Regions from separate parts of the Oryctolagus cuniculus genome. Here region 1 is linked to region 2. The links are chromatin contacts, called in public Micro-C maps. All regions are on one chromosome and are shown on one strand. The core of a region is the stretch at or near the end of the contact, and the rest is flanking DNA. Distances in the headings are between cores, read along the strand shown.

Region 1 (3,916 bases), core at 1,079-3,578, 210 kb before region 2:
CGTGGGCCATGGCCTGCAGAAGGACTTCAGGGTCATCAACCTCATGGTTCGGGCAGGGACTCTTAGGAATCACCTTTGAGGGTGGGCCCCCAGGGTATACATTGTGCTTTTGGAGAATGGGAAATGAATCTTTAACTCTCCCACTGTTTTATTTCTGCCAGGTGCCCAAGGACCAAGTACTTGACACTGTGTACCTGTTCCACATGCCCCGAAAACGAATGATTTCCCTGCGATTCCTTGCATGGTACTTTCTGGGTGAGTTGCTCCATCTTGTAGACAGCGGAGGTGCTCATTAGAAATAGGAAAACTGCTGGAGGTCAAAGGGGAGTAGGGACAGCCCTGAATTAGCGATGAGATTGACCAAGGGATTTTTACAATTAGCGTCAGTATCTCCTCTACACTAGGGAAGGTGTTTGACTCTTTGCCTTATAGGTAATTTATTGTTTTCTTTGAGTCATAGGGTGGGAGTCGGGGGGATATGTCGCTACCTCCCTTTGCCTGGTCCCCAACTCTTCTGCCTTTACTCGCCCTAGACCTGAAGATTCAAGGGGAGACCCATGACAGTATTGAGGATGCCCGCACAGCTCTTCAGCTCTATCGAAAGTATCTGGAGCTAAGCAAGAACGGCACTGAGCCTGAATCCTTCCACAAGGTGCTCAAGGGCCTTTATGAGAAGGGCCGGAAGATGGACTGGAAGGTGCCTGAGCCAGAGGGCCAGACAAGTCCCAAGAGTAAGGCCTGGAATGGGAACAGGGAGACTGGCTCGGACAGGTTTTGATTGCATACATGGAGGTTATACCCACCACCACAACGATGTTGATGAGTGATGATAACAAGACCAATCTTACCCTATTTTTTGTAAAGTGATTAGCAATTACAATTGCACTTAATCCTCCTAACAGGCAGGGAAATTGTTTTTATTATTGAAACCCTGCATCAGTCCTATAATCTCCTCTTGCTGAATTCTGAAATGTTTGGGGAAGGTCCACGCCCGTTTTCTCGTCCATTTTCTTCACGAGAGGCGTCCAGGTGTTCTCTGCACTCGCCTAACAGTCGTGCTCTCGGTTTTGTCTCTGACAGACGCAGCGGTCTTCTCCTCAGTGCTGGCACTCTGACCTGCCCTCTCCCTTCAGTGCTCTGTAGCCCCAGAACTGGGAGATGGCTTCCCAAGTGGGTCCACTTCCAGAACGGGACCTGCTCAGTCTCCACAGATGGTGCTATTAATAGAACTGGAACTCAGAAAAATCGATGCAAAGGTTCTAGGAGCCGGATTCCTTCTTCATCCTTTGCAAAACAGCAGGCCAGATACAAAGTCTAGACCCAGACGGAAAGTAATTGGCATTCTTAATAAATACCCGGGGTGATTAGTATCTAGGCGGAGAAGGTTCTGGGACCAACACTCTCAGCTCCTAGCTGGCTGGGGACTGAAGTACTGGACAGTGACAAGAGGATATACTTAGTAGCTCAAGATTTAGCTCAAGTCTTCAATTGCTCAGGGGATGCCTGGAGGGATCATCATGTTGCAGCTTGGGGAATCAAGAAAACCACAGTTGCCAATACCATTGCCAAAAGGGACTTTGTTTCCTGGACAAAGCTTGGCTGCTGGCTCCATTCCTGCTGACAGCTGAGAAGCATCTGTCTTCCATCTTCTTTCCCGTCTCAAGTTTTGTTATTTTTTAAAAATTTATTTTAAGCCGCATGTTTTATAAAATAAAAACGAAAATATTGTCTAATCACCTGTCTCATTATAGAACTGCTTTTGTAGGGGTTCTGTGAAGCTCTATTATTATTTTTTGGTTTCTTATTAACACTCAGAAAACTAAAGTTGTGCTCAAATCCACATCCGGGAATGAAGGTAAAGCTTCGGGGTCCAAAGTTATGGATACGGGAGAAGTGAAATTACTCCCTTCCTGGACAACACTAGGTGTTTGCTGTAGATGCCCAGTACCCTAGGGTCAGACTGCTGTGAAGACACGTGGTATGGTTTGCGTAAGCCGCAAAACTACAAGTCCCAGGGCATCTGCTGACGCCAGCAGCTGCCGAAAGGGTCAGCTGGTGCTGCAGTGCGTTCTGGGAGATGTAGTTTCGAGGCGAGGTCGTCTGGCTGGCTAGCCGCAGCCCGGGGTTCTGAAGGCCCTAGCCCACCTAGAGCGATGCATCGCTCGCGCCTCACTGCTCCCGTGTAACACGCCGGGCTCCGTCCGCGCCTGGCGCCGCTCCTGTTCTGCTACCCGCCGGCGGCCAGTCACGTGGAGCCCTTCGCCACGCAAGTCTGGGTCCTTCTGCAAGCCACCGGGGTCCTCGCCACTTCAGTGCCGCTCCCACGTTGCCTGTTCGCGCGAGAGTTTGCAGGGGCGGGTTTAGGGTCGCTGTGTGGTGGGGGCTCGCCCGGCCACACAACCCGAGCCCCGCTTAGGCGCCCAGTTAGGGTGCAGGGAGCTGGGTCAGGCGGCTGCCTGGGCACCCCGTTTCTAGAAAGCACCGACGCGCTCTGGAGGATCACGGACAGCCCCGCTCCCCCCTCAGCCAGGTGCGAGGCTCGGGAGCCACCGAGGCCAAAGTGAGAGTCCGGCGATTTTGCAGCGCCTGGGCCACGGCGGCGGCCCTGGGAGCAGAGGTGGGACGCGTGCGGCGCTAAGGGCTGGGGACGGGCTGCAGCGAAAGCAATGGGGGAGCCCTCAGAAAGGGGGCTGGTCCACACGTGCAGTCCCTTGGAGGCTGGCGGAGGGCATGCGGGCATCTTCTGTGCAGGATCCTGTCAGGCCCTGGTTGTTGAGCGCTCTGCTCGCCGGCCGCCTGGCCTGACCGCAGGCCCCTCGCACGGTCACCGGCCTCCGTCCCGTAGCTGCCACATAGCCCTGTGAACCCTTGGCCGCTAATGGTAACGTACCAACACTTAGGGACTCACCTGCCCCTGAGCCCCAAGCCCTGCGCTCCGGAGGGGTCAGCCCTCAAGCGCCGGCGCAGAGGAGCTTCTTTGTGTCCCAGCCATTTCCTGGAAAGCAGTCAGAATGGCAGGAGGCTCTGGAAGGCCTTGGGATGGAGAGGTGGAGTGTGGGGGGTGCAGGGGAAGTAGAGTCGGTTCCTTACTCTGTTTTGTTTTTTTTTTTTTTCCCCCACCCAAATTCAGGTGGAGCAACCCCATTACGTTAAAGATGAAAGGCTGGGGTTGGCTGGCCCTGCTTCTTGGGGCCCTGCTGGGAACTGCCTGGGCTCGGAGGAGCCAGGATCTACACTGTGGAGGTAAAGAAAAGCACACAGAACATAAGAAGGGGGAGGGAGTGGACTCTGGGCAGGGCTCGAGACCCAAGGCCTGGGGGGAAATGAATGCGAATCCCTCTTACCCAGCTTGCAGGGCTCTGGTGGATGAACTCGAGTGGGAGATTGCCCAGGTGGACCCCAAGAAGACCATTCAGATGGGATCTTTCCGGATCAATCCAGACGGCAGCCAGTCGGTGGTGGAGGTAACTGTTAGTTCCCCCGGAGAGTTCACTCTGGCTTTGAATGAGAACGCAGCTCATTAAGACGGACTTTGGTTTTACAGAAATGAAGACTAACTCAGAGAGGTCCCTGGAAGATTGGGCTCTGTCTCATGAGGTTATCCCTTGTGTGCCTTCTTTCTGGCTCCAACCCCTAAATACTCTGTTTCTGTACAGAACTTGTCACTGGGAGCCCTGATCAGCCCTCTTCTTTATACATCTTTAATTCGTGTAACTCCTGTTTCCTCCCTAGCACTGGGATACATACAGACTTTCATTCAAAAAGAATAAAAGGTCTTATGCTTGTAATTAGGAAATTGATTTCAGCTGAAAATGTAACACACACAAAGCTGTACATAGTGAGCAATATGTAAACATTAAGGTTATGAAGCTTTTGGGTTTTTTTATGTACCTTTTTTTTAAAAAAAGATTTATTT
Region 2 (3,775 bases), core at 64-2,563:
CCGCGAGCATAAGGGACTCCTTCCCGATCCCTCGGGCCTTGACCTGTATCATACCTCACCGGATCCCTTGGCTTTGCCTTCAGATCTCCCAAAAGCAGGTGACCAGACCTGCGGCCAGAGTCACACAAGAAGCTCCAAAGGAAGTGGGCTCCTTTTCTTCCAAAAGGAGGCCGCCCCAGAACAACAGACACATTCAGAGAAGAGATAAAAGATACAAACTGCGTCCCCCAAGGGAAATGATTAGGCGAAGAACCAATGCCACTTCTCCAAGCCCGAGCCGCGCCGCAAGGCCCACCGGAAGCGGCTCCTTCCCTAGGACACGCCTCCCCACCCCTCTCCCCGCACTGGTACCTGAGGTAACTCAGGTGAACTCCGGGGCTCCTGTGGGTCTCCACCTCCACATCACTGCTGGGTTCTGAACAGGAGAGAACACAACAGAAACAGGCTTGGGTGCAAGAAAGGGAACGCGCGCAGGGCTACGGAGTGACGGGGGCAAGAACGCCAAGAGCCCGGGGAGCCTCCGCATTTCCTCGGGTTCACACCGAACTGCTCCAGCAGCAAGAGCGAGGCGGCAGAACGCATTCGGGGAGGCTGCACTGGGGTTCCGGCCCCCAGCGAACAAAGAGGGAGGGGCGCCCCGCCTCGAGACGAAGGAGGATGCGGGGGTAGGACCCGGCCCGGGACTGGAGTTCTGGAGGCGGAACATGGAGTCGTGGGAGGGCAGCAACTGACAGTGCGGCGGGACGGCCGAGCCGACTGGAGGGCGGTGACTCGGACGCTTTCCAGCACCCCAGAGTTGGAGGGAAAAGTCCTAGGAGTTTCCCGGCAGCAAGTCCTCCAGCCCGGCGGGCTCCGTGCAGCGCTGCCAGGACGCGGCGGCGGCGGCGGCCCGGACCAACAGGGCACTGAGAGAGCGCAAAGTGCGGCCGGGGCCGGGGCGGGGGGCAACGAGTGTTCCTAGGTGACATCAAGATGCGGGGATGGGCAGGGCTGTGACGTCACGGAGCTGGCGTTTGCTCGCGAAAGCGGGGTCCGTCAGAAAAGGGGCTCTGCCCTGGGCTTCCGTGAAACACAGCCAGCTCGGTCCTGGGGGGCCGCGTGTGCGTGTGGCCCGGCCGAGCGCGGCCACTAGGCCGACCTCGACTCCTCCCCTCCGGGCGCGGCCTCTACCTCAGCCTCCCGCCTCCCTCACCTGCCGCCGCCGCCGTAGTTGCTGCTGCCGCCTGCCGGTCCTCTAGCTTCGACAAAGAGCCGCCCACCCTACGGCTCTTCCGCTTCCTGCGGAAGAAGTGGCGCTCTAGCCGTCAGACCCGGAACCACACTCTATGGTGTGCGAGGGCCGAGCGACGAGCCGCAGGAAGTTCCCGGCAAGCTCCGCGCGTCACCATGGCAACCGACCACACAGCGTCGCGGCACTCGGGCCGCGCGACGGGGACCTCGGCAGAGGCCGGGGCGCGACGAGCACTCGGCCGTGAACTCGACCCCAGTCCCCGGGCGCGCTTTCCCACAGCTGCGGGGACGTCCACCGCCCCGCCCCGCAGACATCCTCCACGCCGACCCCCACCCAGCGGAGAAACCACGGACACACAAGTTTGGTTCTTCGGCTAGGACAGCAGAGGCTTTTTATTGTACGCGCGTTACACTCGGCCACAACAGAACAGGATTAGTCCAGAATGCCCGGCCCAGGGCGGCCTCCGGGGCCGTTTCGGTGTCAGCGGAGCGGTCTCCCAGGTGTTCGCAGCGATCCGGACGCAGCGGCTCGCAGTCCAACAGCTGCACCGGCGTCCCGGGACGGGCATTCCTCCTCCTGCCCCCGGCCTCACGCGCACACAGCCAGCGTCTACTTGGACCTCTGTCTCATCTTTCTTCTTTTGCGCTTCAGCCTGAAAAGCAAGAAGCGAGACTGCGCCACCTGCACACACACCGCAGACCTCACGTTTCCCTCCCCCCTGAAGTCGAACTCAAAGCGGCACACGCCGCGGCGCAATCAGCCCCCATCACGGCCCTTCACGTCCCCCCTCCTAAAGCCTTTCCGATTCCCAAGCCGAGCTGTTCCCGTCTCGCCCGGGTCGCGCCCCACTTCCCTCCCCCTGGGCTGGCGAAGTCCCGACGTACCTGCGCATTCGCTTCTTCCTCCACTACCGGCCGATCACAGGCAGGGAATGGAAAAAAGGGTTCGTCTTAGTAACAGGTCCAGGCAGAGAAGTGCGCTATTCAGCCGCGGAGAGTCTAGCTCGGGGACTCGGTCGCAGACACTGGGTAATACAGCCTCCGACCGCTCTCCCCCAAACGACTTCGCTGTTCCCTCCCTGCTCCTCCCGCAGACTAGCCATCCTCGCCCGCCAGGTCTCGGGAACCCTTGGGACGGCTTCCTTCTCCGGGTCGGCCCCCACTCGCCAACTCCTACCTCCCGAGCTCAATTCTAGGGGCCGCTCACCTTGGCTCTCATGGCGCGGAGGTCTCTACGGGGAAAGAGAAAAAGACTGCAGTTAGTCCGCTGTGATGATGGCAAGTGCACAGGTCAGATGTCAACGGATTGTTCGTGCGGCCCGAACACAACCAGCGTTGACACTCACCCAAGAAGATGGCGCTAAAGCCGAGAGAGCGAGCGAGTTCCGCCCGCGGCTATTTAACGGGGCGCTGCGTGTCGTCACTTCCGTCGTCCCGCCCTCCCGGGGCGGGGCTGCTTAGGGAGCGTAACAATGGCTTTCGGCCTCAGACGCCAGTGAAGTGGCGGGCCTGAATTTCCTGGGAAGCAGTGTTTTGATTTCGCGTTCCCAACCCACCCTGCTCTCGCCTGACTACAGAGACCTCGTCGTTTCTGCACGAGCACCTGTTTCCAACGGAGCTCCGAGCGGTGCAGATGGGAAACGGGCAGCAACTTCCGCTTTCCCTCGCATCGCTTCTTGGGAGTTGAAGTTTGTTGACGAAGTCCTCCATTTTATTCCGGATAGGTACGGACTGTAGAAATAAACTCCTAATTTCTCTTGCCGCCTTGCCTTATTTAAGTTAAACTACCGCAAGGAGATTCGGTCTTGGAACGTCCGAAGGCCGTAAGACTCTACCGCGTGGAAGGGATAGGAAGAGGGTAATCGGAGAGGCTATCGTACTACAAAAAAGATCCCCGTCCCTTTCCCTCAGAACTCTTGAGAAAATAACCCTCTCTGTGTAACTCTGACTTTCAAATAAATAAATCTTAAAAAAAATATACAATAACCGCAGTATGGTGTTCCCCACGTCACTAGAGACTCCCAGTCACACGCGCCGTCTGTCCCTAGCTAGGAGTGCTCATCTAACCGTGGGCAGTGGGGAGAAAGACCAGCTACGTCTTCTCCAGGCAGGCGTGATAGCGTTAAGGAAAAGAACTTCTCACCAGTGTTTTGGTACAGTCAGCTGAGAAGCACCAGAAAACAAACATCCCCAAAGATTTGGCCCCAGGAAATGTCACTAAAGCGTAAAAGGAACAACCATGCAGACTTCATGTTGTTTTAAAACACTGTGAAGATTTTTTGGTACAGTCCCTTCTTGGATATGATGGATTCTCTATAACTAATATTGCACTTTACTATAAAACAAGATTTTAAAAATTTAGGGTCCCAAATACCGTATGTTCTCTCTGACCTGTGATAACAGAACACCTAAAAGGCAATCTATAGTAAAGTGAAACTGACACTTTGAGAAGCAATAACTTTGAACAGCCCTTGTCTTGACTGTTGTGGAAGTTTTTTTTCCATACTATTTGTTGAACTCCTAACATAGTCATATGTGTATAAAG

Evidence for each region. A called contact is a pair of places that touch in the nucleus more often than the background predicts.
Region 1: a contact with region 2 is called in a Micro-C map of ear pinna, with 3 times the contacts expected there. The contact joins the promoter of CNPY2 here to the promoter of ZC3H10 in region 2. A contact is called at or near these places in 2 of 6 Hi-C or Micro-C datasets (ear pinna and an unstated tissue).

Annotation. Positions count from the first base shown.
Region 1 is chr11:59,132,286-59,136,201 of mOryCun1.1, reverse strand. It overlaps CNPY2 (canopy FGF signaling regulator 2), which reads left to right and starts at 2,328. Exons shown (of 6, transcript XM_070052421.1): 1 at 2,328-2,530; 2 at 3,131-3,243; 3 at 3,349-3,464. The coding sequence starts at 3,156. It overlaps PAN2 (poly(A) specific ribonuclease subunit PAN2), which reads left to right. Exons shown (of 26, transcript XM_070052391.1): 23 at 1-46; 24 at 162-255; 25 at 534-731; 26 at 1,081-1,733. The coding sequence ends at 1,115. It overlaps LOC138844366 (a long non-coding RNA gene), which reads right to left and starts at 3,235. Exons shown (of 2, transcript XR_011380104.1): 1 at 2,909-3,235; 2 at 1,638-2,330.
Region 2 is chr11:58,917,696-58,921,470 of mOryCun1.1, reverse strand. It overlaps ZC3H10 (zinc finger CCCH-type containing 10), which reads right to left and starts at 1,313. Exons shown (of 3, transcript XM_017341929.3): 1 at 1,193-1,313; 2 at 352-415. It overlaps LOC138844365 (a long non-coding RNA gene), which reads right to left. Exons shown (of 2, transcript XR_011380102.1): 2 at 2,909-2,961.